2 separate regions of the Mus musculus genome follow, and region 1 is linked to region 2. Evidence: chromatin contacts called from public HiChIP or PLAC-seq data. All regions are on one chromosome and are shown on one strand. Each heading gives the region's core, a stretch centred on a gene start, on an enhancer-like site or on the middle of the called end of the contact. The rest is flanking DNA. Distances are from core to core; before and after follow the strand shown.

Evidence for each region. HiChIP or PLAC-seq counts read pairs in DNA pulled down with a chosen protein or histone mark.
Region 1: an H3K27ac HiChIP or PLAC-seq map of embryonic stem cells shows a contact between it and region 2, with 8 read pairs. The contact joins two enhancer-like sites. A contact is called at or near these places in 2 of 115 datasets of contacts at active chromatin or transcription factors (bone marrow-derived macrophages and embryonic stem cells).

What each region holds. Positions count from the first base shown.
Region 1 is chr11:23,208,634-23,214,185 of GRCm38.p6, reverse strand. No RefSeq gene overlaps it. Among named protein-coding and RNA genes, the nearest start is that of Xpo1, 45 kb to the left of the region's middle. Within about 2 kb of position 2,800, at least 106 of the 459 cell types and tissues checked have an H3K27ac peak or open chromatin away from gene starts, as enhancers often do. A contact at or near this core is called in embryonic stem cells, where this site is marked.
Region 2 is chr11:22,620,167-22,625,717 of GRCm38.p6, reverse strand. No RefSeq gene overlaps it. Among named protein-coding and RNA genes, the nearest start is that of Gm12052, 11 kb to the right of the region's middle. Within about 2 kb of position 3,612, at least 39 of the 459 cell types and tissues checked have an H3K27ac peak or open chromatin away from gene starts, as enhancers often do. A contact at or near this core is called in embryonic stem cells, where this site is marked.

The DNA of each region.
Region 1 (5,552 bases), core at 1,551-4,050, 590 kb before region 2:
ATGCTTATCCAGGCTTTGGTGACATGTGTCTATAGTCCCTATACTTGGGAAGCAAGAGCAGTATTGCAATTTCATGTCAGCTAGTACTGCATCAAGAGATCACATCTCAGGAAGAGACAAAGAAGGAAAGACAGAGAGAGGATGGAGGGAGAAATTCTGTATTCTACTATGATTTACCTATTTATTATTATGTTTAAGATGTGTGTGTGTATCTGTGTGTAGGTATGTGTGTATGAGTGCAGATGCCTTCAGAGGCCATAGGATTCCCATGGAACTGGAGATGTGACCCAATTGATGTGGGTGATGGGATCCTAACTCAGGTCCTCTGCAGGAGTAGTGTGTGCTCTTTACTGCTGAGCATGTCTCTAGCATGCATTCTGTATGGTAAGTGATCCCCAGGAGACTCATGGGCACTTGAAACTTTGAGAAGTGCTGGTTACTCAATGACCATAGACACTGTTGTGTGAACACTGGTAGGGCCTGAGGTGAAAAGGCTAGTTTGCTTTGATAGTGTACATAGAGCAAAACGATGGTGGGATGGGTAAAGACTCGGAAAGGGCTCCCCTAGGTCAAATGGAGCTCAGTGCAAATGAATTCCCTCCATCCATCAGGAGGATCCTGCTCTAATGGCTCCAGGAAAACAAACTAGAATAAACAAAGAATTCAGCCCGAAATATAACTAAGTGTGACCCAATTTATTTTAATTAATTTCTTTATTTCCAGAGTGATCTATACAGTTGATCCAATTTGCTACTTTCTCCTGAGCATATGACGTATCGACAGTCATGCATTAACTAAAGGAGATTAAATAATAGCTTCTGAGTGCTTGGGACCAGAACTGTCGGTTCACACCTCCCCTTTGCAATGAGAACGTCATGATAAAATCAGGTGAGAGATCATATATGGTCATTGGCAGAACAGCAGCCCCAGATGAGGTGCCCACGTTAGAGAAATCCCGACTCTGACTTAGGCAAGGTAAAACACACTAGCGCTTTTCAGATGGAGATAAACAACAATCCAAACAACACAGAGTACTCTTTTGTTTTCCTGTGTACGTGTGTGGTGCAAACACTCATGTGCATTTGTATCTCCCTCAGTGTGTGCACATGGATGTGTAAGCCTGTGGAGGCCCAGGGTAGGTGTCAGGGGTGTCTTCAGTAGCTGTCCACCTCATTCATTGAGTCAGGGTCTCTCAAGTGAACCCAGAGCTCACTAACCAGCTTTGTGGGGGGTGTTCCCTATTTCTGCCTTCAGTGCTGGAATTACTGGTGTTTGTATGTGTTCTGAGATCCAAACTAATCCTCCTGTGTTCATGAATAGCACTTTAATGGAGTTGTCTCTCCAGTCCTGTATTGTAATTGCTTTGGTTTTGGGATGGAATCTCATTATGGAGCCTTCCCCGGCTTTGTAGATCAGGCTGGCCGGGGACTTACTGCTTAAGCCTCCCAAATGCCAGGCATGTATACTGAACCGAGCAACAGCAAATTTTTAGCTGGTGACCAGCCCTGGCACTTGGGGGAAACAGGTAGATGAGAAGTTCAAGGTCATCCTTAACTGTATAGAAAGAAGGTTTGAGACTAGACAGGATCTTGCTCTGCAGCTCTGGCCAGCCTGAATGCTGCAGAAACCTTCAGCCTTCTGCCTGCCAAGTACTGGGAGTGCAGAGTGCAGGTTTTTTGTTTTTGTTTTTAATTTATTTATTTATCTATTTTATATGTATGAGTATCCTGTAGCTATCTTCAGACACACCAGAAGAGGGCTTCAGATCCCAATACAGATGGTTGTGAGCCACCATGTATGTGGATGCTGGGAATTGAATTCAAGACATCTGGAAGAGCAGTCTGTGCTCTTAACCACTGAGCCATCTCTCCAGCCCCAGAGTGCAGGTCTAAGAGCAGCTTTCTCTATGAAAAGATTTTATGACATCACTGTTAAATTTGATCCCTATAGAAATTGTCAAGCTGGGCTGGTGAGATGGCTCAGTGGTTAAGAGCACTGACTGCTCTTCTGAAGGTCCTGAGTTCAAATCCCAGCAACCACATGGTGGCTCACAACCATCTGTAATGAAATCCGCCGCCCTCTTCTGGTGTATCTGAAGACAGCTACAGTGTACTTAGATATAATAATAAATAAATCTTAAAAAAAAAAAAAAGAGGGCTGGTGAGATGGCTCAGTGGGTAAGAGCACCCGACTGCTCTTCCGAAGGTCCAGAGTTCAAATCCCAGCAACCACATGGTGGCTCACAACCATCCGCAACAGGATCTGACTCCCTCTTCTGGAGTGTCTGAGGACAGCTACAGTGTACTTACATATATTAACAAAATAAATCTTTAAAAAAAAAAAAAAGAAAGAAAGAAAGAAATGGTCAAGCAAACACGGGAGTGTGGTGGCACACTGTCTGGAATCTCAGTGCTTGGGAAGAAGTCAAGAAATCAGGAAACTCAGGGTCGTCCTCGGGTACAGCAGGTTTCAGCCCAGCCCGGGCTATGTGAGATTCTAAGTAAAAGAAAAGAAAAGAAAAGAAAAGAAAAGAAAAGAGAAAAAAAAAAAACTAAATAAAAACAAAGAAAGAGACTAATTGAGATGGTGTTGTCGTCAGCGACCCCATCTCGCGGCAGTGAAGTTAGAAAGTGGGGCCTGAAGAAGCGCCTGGTCCTGGAGACGCTTCTCTTCCCTCAGCCACATTTAGAATTCACAGAAAATATTTAAAAGCCTCTGCGAGGTAACTTCTAATCCCCCATGCAGTTTTGAGCCAATCCCACCCTTGAGGCAGCCACGCCTCCCGGGAGCAGAGGTGGAGGGGCGCTATTGTTCTGGGTTTCCTTTCTTTGTCCACTCCCGCCCCTGCCTCCGCTGCCTGGCCACCTCAGCCTTCCCCCTCTGCTCGGGGCCTGGGTTTTCCCTGCTCAGCCCGTTAGTTCACAACTCACAGTGTTGCACCCGTTTTTAAACTTCCTTTTCTCCAAAAAGAGCATTTCTGTAGTTCCCAAGGACTGTTCCGTCTAAGAATAAACACTGGCATTCAAGCGGAGCGAAGGGATCTACTTATTGGGGCTTGTTTGTTTTGAGACAGAGTCTTACCCTGTAGCTGAGACTGGCCTGGAACTGGAGAGCCTTCTGCCTTCACCTGCAGAAGTACTGGGTTTACAGGTGTGTACCACCAAGCCAACTACAACACACTTCTGTCTGAGTCGTTGGCACACTCTGTAGAATAAAGCAACTAGTCATAGTAATTGGTTACTTAAAAATTTAAAATCAAACCCAGCATATCAGATGTACATATGAAATTTGGACACTGCCTCCAGCCCTCATCCCCTCACCCCCTACCCCCACCCCACCCCCCACCACACCCCGTGGCAGCTTCCTGAAGGCAAGGAACACTGGTGTCATGTGACACTGCCCACTCTGCTCCATTCTAAGGATTTTGATCAGTGCATAATTGTAGCCCAACAGCTCACAGTCCCTCCCCCACACCACAGTAGACTCAAAGTCAATACACACAATTAAGAGGTAAAATTGTATTATTACTTATATAAGGAGAGCATCAGGACTGATCCCAAAGAAGTGTCTCGGGAGGGAGCTTTCACTGGGAAGCGAATCAAATCCATACAGAAAAGTCTCTTCATGTAGAAGTAGACAGTTTTCTGAGCATGTAGTAAGACAACATGGTTTTTCACTTAACATACTGATTGTTTGTTTGTTTTGTTTGTTTGTTTGTTTTGTTTTTTTTTTAATTTAAAGGGGGGGGGATAGACTGGGTGGTGACAGATACCTTTAACCCAGTATATGGGAGTCTGACACAGGTGGATCTCTATGACATGTCTAAGGTCAGTCTGGTCTACATAGCAAGTTGCAGGCCAGCCAGAGTTACTTGGTGAGATCCTGTCTCAGAGGACTAGAATTTTGTTCCCTGTGTTCACATCAGGCGACTCATGGTTTCTGGCCTCCATGAGCACACATATGTGTGTATACATACACACATATGTGTATACATACACACTTACACATAGGCCAAGTGTTACATTTATAAACAGTCCTGATCAGTAAGTTACATTATATTGAAACAAAGTGCTACAACATAAACTTCGAAATGAAGGTTAAAGAAAAAAAAAAAAAAAGAATTAAGTTGGGAATTGAGGGTAGAGTGTTGACTCAGCAGTTAGGAGTGCTTGTTTCACAACCAGGAGGACTGGAGTTCTGATTCCAACAGCCACATAAAAAGCTGTGTGTTCAGTACGTACCCAGGTGTGAGTGGAGCTGGTACTGGAAGATCTCTGAGGGTGGCTGGCTTCCAGCCTAGCCCAGAGAATACGAGCTATAGGTTCAGGCAGAAACTCTGCCAAGAGGCAGGAGAGATGGCCGTGTGGTTAAGAGCACTGGGCCGTTTTCCCAAAGGACTTAGGTTTGAATCGCAACACCTACAAGGTGGTTCACAAACATCTGTAACTCTAGGTCTCGGGATTCTGATGCCTCCCTCTGGCTTTTGCAGTAATCAGGCACAGACACAGTAAACAGATACACATAAAGAAAAAATATTCCATAATAATTAAAAAAGGAATAAGCTGAGAATGATAGACAAGATACCTGATGCCTTCAGGTGTCTGTACCTGTATACACATGTGCACATACACTTACACAAACTCATACGCACATAGATAAATAAATAAATCATCTAAAAAAATAAAAGAAGGGCCGGGCAGTGGTCTCGCACACCTTTAATCCCAGGCAGAGGCAGGAGGATTTCTGAGTTTGAGGCCAACCTGGTCTACAGAGTGAGTTCCAGGACAGCCAGGGCTACACAGAGAAACCCTGTCTCGAAAAAAACAAAATAAATAAATAAATAAATAAATAAAGGTTTGAAGTGGAAATTTCTGGTTTCTTTGGAAATTCAATTGTGTCATATGATGTTTCCTGGGGCAGACAGGTGAAAGGAAGTTTAGAATATTGCAGCAGGCACATGTAAGACATGTTTTGCTGAAGTGGACATGGGATGTGACCCCACAGACGGTGGGAGGGGCTCTGACATTGGCTCACCTTGCTAGTTGTCACTGATGATGCTGTTGTATTGGTTCACCTGGCATCACTCTGCTGGTCTTCCCTTGGCATGACTTCATAGAGAGTAACTCACCAAAGAACTTCTGATGTTCTGGTGACTTCTTGTTCTTCTGCCACACAGGCCGCTTTACTGAGCCTCACGGTTTCTTCTGGCTGGAACTGCAGTTCATGCGTGGTGATTGCCGAGTGGATTGGAGTGCATCTGCTGATGATTTGTGTCTGTGCTTTGCTAAAGGACTTCAGACAACAAAGATTGGAATCACCCCCAAAGAACTGTTTCTATAAGAGGTCCACAACTCTGTTTCCTATCTTTCCCCATGACCTTTGCTGGGTGGTGGGCTAAAAGGGAGGTTGAAGCGTTTAAGAACCCTTATTAAAGTAGGTTTGGAAAAAATCAAAGCCTACAAAGGTTGTGATACAGTACAACAGATTTCTCCCTTCAGGAAGAAGAGGAAGGCTAGGAAGGTAGAAACTGGCAAAATTCTCCAAGGCTCTTC
Region 2 (5,551 bases), core at 2,363-4,862:
AACACAGTGTGACCCACAGCCTCAAGTTCCTGATGCCTTGACTCCCCCTGCTATGATGGGCTGTAACCTAGAAATATGAGCAGAACAAACCCTTTCTCCTTTAAGTTGCTTTTGACAGAGTATTCTATCTCAATAACAAGAAAAGAAACTGAGACAGAAAGGTCTAAAGAAATAGCTCAATGTATTCACCTAGCATACATAGTGTGAAAAAAAACTTAAAATTTTTATATAATTTTGACACTATCTCCTTAAAAACTACCTTTTTCATTTAAGTAAAGCTGTCAAGACAATCAGAAAACAGAGGTAAAAAAAAAAAAGGTTGGTTGTCTCAGTTCCTAAGAGATGCTGGGTGCAGTGGGATACCCAGGAGCCAGGAGTTTAACAGTGCCATATTGCTCTAAGTTAGAACTGCTGACCAAGAGGGCTGGGAGCCATGACTCAGTGGCAGAGTGCTTCTCAGCATGTGCAGGGCCCCAAGTTCTATCCTTAATGCTGCACACAAACAGAAATGACAAGAACCAGCCTGGTGATGGTGGTAGCACAAGCCTTTAATCCCAGCACTCAGGAGGCAGAGGCAGGCTAGTCTGGTCTACAGATTGAGTTCCAAGATAGCCAAGAAACTCTGTTTTGAAAAACAAAACCCAAAACAACCAAACAAACCAAACCAAAACCAAAATAGAAAAGAAAAAAGAGAAAAAAGAGAAGAGAGAAGAGGAAAGAGGGAAGAAGAAAGAGGAAAAAGGAAAGAGGGAAGAGGGAAGAAGAAAGAGGAAAGAGGGAAGAGGGAAGAAGAAAGAGGAAAGAGAAAAGAAGAGGAGAGGAGAGGAGAGGAGCGGAGAGGAGAGGAGAGGAGAGAAGAGAAGAGAAGAGAAGAGACGAGACGAGACGAGACGAGACGAGACGAGACGAGACAAGACAAGACAAGACAAGAAAAGAAAAGAAAAGAAAAGAAAAGAAAAGAAAAGAAAAGAAAAGATGCTGGGCGTGGTGGTGCACTCCTTTAATCCCAGCACTTGGGAGGCAGAGGCAGGTGGATCTCTGAGTTCGAGGCCAGCGTGGTCTACAAAGTGAGTTCCAGGACAGCCAGGGCTACACAGAGAAACCCTGTCTCGAAAAACAAAACAAAACAAAACAAAACAAAACAAAAATTAAAATAAAAATAAAAAAATTAAAAGAAATGACAAGAACAACTAAATTCCCAGACATTTGAAAATGAGAGATGCTGTGGTTTGTCCGTTTTGAAAACTCACAATGACCATGAATCCTGACTGTGAACAACAGAACAGAACTTGGTTTGCTTGTAGAGTACGGGAGGATGCATACTTACTATCTCTAGAGCTGTGATGTCCTGTACCACCTTCGGACTCTGCCAGATAGAAGGCAGATGTAGCCTCTTGACCTTGGACCAGAACAGTGAGTCAAAATAAATAAAGATCTTTTCTTGATTACATTGTAAAGTTGACATTATGGAACTTACATGCATATATGTTCTTAAACTTCATTGTTAGTGCTCTCACCCCACTGCCCTCCTCCTTCCTTCTGTCCTTCTGTTACCTTTCTTCCTCCCCAGAGAGTCCTTCCTTCTCCTTTCGCATCTCACACATTTCACATCCCATACGTCTCAAGCTCTTGATGAGCTGGTTCAGTGGATACAGGCACTGCTTCGGAGGCTGACGGTCTGATCTACAGGATAAAAGGAGAGAATGACTCCCACAAGTGTTATCTGATCTCCAGATGTGTGTCACCATGCATGATGACACATGAACACACTTGCACACACCTGGAGGACCAGCTTCTGGTCCATGATGTTTCATAGTCTTCATTGTGACAGTTATGCTCAACTCTCAGCCCAAGGAAACGTTTACTCCTAACTCATCCATTCATGCAACACACTCATTACATTTCCATTATGGGGTCACCACTGTTCTAGACACTGCAAATTCAAGGGCAAACCTAAACTGCAAATCCCTTCCCTTGTGGATTTCAGTGGAGTGAGAGAGACAAGGTAAAGGGTTGAATCGATGGGTTGATGTGCTACATGTGGAAAATCACAGAGTAAAGCGTGTACGAAGAGTACAGCCTTTCAGAGGCTGTGAGGGAAGGCTTCAGTGAGAAGACGTGGAGAGAGTCACTGGGGAGAAAGGCTTCCAGGTGACAGGGAAGCCTGGGACAGGGCTGTACCCGGTGTGCTTAGGGACTAACACAGAGATGAGCAAGAGAGGAGAAGGGTGGTAGTGGAATCTAGTGACAATCTGGAGAGTGGGGGCCTGGCCATTGGACAGTGGTCTGACAAACCTAGTTCTTCTGAATGACACCAGCCACTGCTGCATCCTCGATGTCATGCATGCTCCTCGCCCACGGATAGCATGACCCTTTACATGCTTAGGAATTGCTAGAATTTTCCTACAAAACACGAGCAGGCCAGCTTCCAGATAACATGTTAGTGCCTTTGGCCACAAACACCTAAGCAAACACTTCCCGACGGCTCCAGATTTTGGAACACATGGGAAAATAATGTGCTAGAGAACTCTGCCACTCTGATTTTCTTTTGCAAGCCCTAGTTTTAGAGCATGTCCTTGGGATGGGGCTCCTGACTGATCACAGTAGACAGACAGGAGTTAGCCAGAGCGTGCAGTTGTTCCTCAGGTTCTCTTGTGACTCTAGATTTTTTTTTTAATAGTGTTTTGCCAAATATAATATCAAGAAAGGACTTGCGCTAGAAAGTTGATAATTGATGTGGACTTCTGAGTCAGCCTAGAGCGATGGTTCCCTCATCCCTTTCAGGAAGTTTCTACTAATCGTGGGCAGCTTCTCCTGCTGTTATAAAACTGCCATGTGACAAAAGGCAGATAGATCACCTGTGGAGACATTTACTTCCTGTCTCACGGTCTCGTGATCTTGACACCTCCCTTATGATCTTGCTAAGAAGAGGGCTGGACCAGAGGTTGAGGCATTGTCTAGATCTCAGGACTCACAGTGATGGGGTGACTGACTGAGGAACTGGGAACCTGCTCTGGAAAACGCACCCTCAGCACTTTTCTCTCCTCCCTGTGGGCCGGAGAGGGGCTCCCAGTTGCTTTCCCCTGCGTCTCCGGGTGCAGCTTACTCAGCTGTGCCTTTTAGTTTATGAAGAGATTCTGTCTTGATTTTCTTTTGGCCATTGTCTGTGCTTTTCTGCTATACACCTCAACCATAAACAGAAGAAACATGCACAGACACATGCAAACACACATGCCAGACATGTACATGCATGCACTTTCGAACACACACACACACATCTTTTTAAACTCTAGCCATTTGTCTCCTTAATATTTAAAAAGGGGTGATTCCATTCTCTGCCTACTTGGCATTTTGTGAGAGACTACTGGACTGTGTGGTTCCAGCCTGTGATATCCTTTCTATTGTTTGGTTGTGATAATAGGGTGACTGGTACACAGCAGAGCTTGCAGGGGCCTGTGTTTTATGAACATTATAGGAGAAAAAACTTGTAAAGTAGTTTGAACGAAAGAAAGTATCGAGGGCCCCAAGTTTCTGGAGGTGGGACCATGGCTTCTGAAGTGACAGGTAGGAGCCTGCTCTGTAGACAGAAGGCGTTTACTTGTCGAAGGAATCCGAGGAATGTTACCTCCCAAATGTAGCACTCTGGTATGTTGACTTGCTGATGAAAGGTACCTGGGTCAGCAGAGGCTGGAACAGGCTTTACTTTGAAAAGTAAAAAAAGTAAAAAAGTAGTCTCTGATCTACCTAATGATCAGGTTGGCCAAAGGATACAGCTGCCTTTGATTTCCTCCCACAGATGCTGCCAACCAGGGAAGGCCCAGGGACGTCATCACACTCAGACTTTGTCACAGGCTATTTATTGCCTGCAGCTTTGGCCCACACCAGAGAGATTAATTTACCTCTATTGTTTGTCTTTGGGACCTTCAGTTACCTTGAAAATTATTCACTACCTCTCAGGATGGCTAGATTCCCCGATTTCCCATGCCACTGAGGAAGCGTTCGTGAGTGATCCCCTTCTTGAGCTGCCCCTGTGCACAGCGTGTATCTCTGTGCTGCGTATTTGGTCATCTGTTCCAGTGTATCAAACCCTCATTTTGATTTTAGAGGGGTAGAGGGGACATTTTCCCTAGGAACTGCAACTGAGCTGGCTTTAAGGGCTTTGGAGACACAAGGCGGGCGACATAAGCTCTGACCTTGTGCCAGCAGCTTCCTGCGCAGCATCCAGACACTCCAGGGAGCAGCTTAGAAGGCCAACTGCAGCTAGGCAAGAGCTGGGTTGTTGTAGAAAATCATTTAAAATCTAAGCCCATGGTTTCAACCCCACCTTAAACCAACTAGTTCCCCAGTAAAAGTCGCACTCTCAGCCTTTATATTTACAATAAGCTCTAAATTCTTCATAGTCCTTTACTGCCAAGCCTGTGAAACCTAAACCCCACCTACTTCTCTACTGTCAAGCTATTGGCTGTTGGCATCTTTATTCACCAATCAGAATTAACTTGGGGTCATTAGGGCTATATGTAGATTCTAGGTGGGGGTGGTGGGGGTGGTGGTGGTCTGCACTTAACATTACAATACAAGCAACTTCAGGCTGGGTAGGCTAGAGACAGAAGAATGCAGGGTGGTGTCTCAACTGCTCCAGTTGGATACACCCAGGTATTTTAGATTGGGGTGAGGTCCCAGGCCTGCCTTGAAGAAGGCTCAAGAACCAGGCTAGATATAGTATTGCACGAACTACAGCATTAAGAGGCATGTACTGGCTTCCAGCTGGGGCTCTTGCCAAGGTAGGACGTGAACAATGTACAGTTCTGTTCCTTTGTCTCTCTGGATCATAAAGGACAGCATAGAGCCAAGTCTGGTGGCCCAGGCCTGTGATCCCTGACACAGGAAGATGGTCAACTCAAGCACAGCCTGAGCCTCAAAACAAAAAGTAAGAAATGTGGGAGGGTCTGGTCTGATTCCCAGTATCACAAAAAGATAAAATAGAGGCAGAGGCAGGTGGATTTCTGAGTTCAAGGACAGCCTGGTCTACAAAGTGAGTTGCAGGACAGCCAGGGCTATACAGAGAAACCCTGTCTCGAGAAACAAACAAACAAACAAACAAACAAACGAAAAAAAGAAAAGATAAAACAGAATGAATGAATGAAATAACAAAGTGAAGATAGCATTACACCAGTGGGTTGCTGGTGGGGGAAATCACTGCTACATTGATCTAAAAAAGAGTTGGGCTATTGCCCTGAAACCCATCTTGTTTGGCTTCCTGTCCTACTTAATGCTTTGGAATATTTTTTTTGAAGAGCCTCTCTTAAAGTATGATTTAAGGCTTACCACGGGATGAGTTGACTTTTTAAAATTGAAGTATAATTTTTGGACAGTAAGATGTATTTGCTCTAAGTGTCCTGTGTAATCACCACACAATCTGGTTTTAAAAGTCATCACCTCAGACTGACCCTCTGTCCCTTGTGGCTGGTCCCCAATCCTAGGCTCATCTCTGGTCTCAGGCAATGGGCCATCTTTCTGTCTCTGTGGATTTGCCTATTCTGTAACACCATTT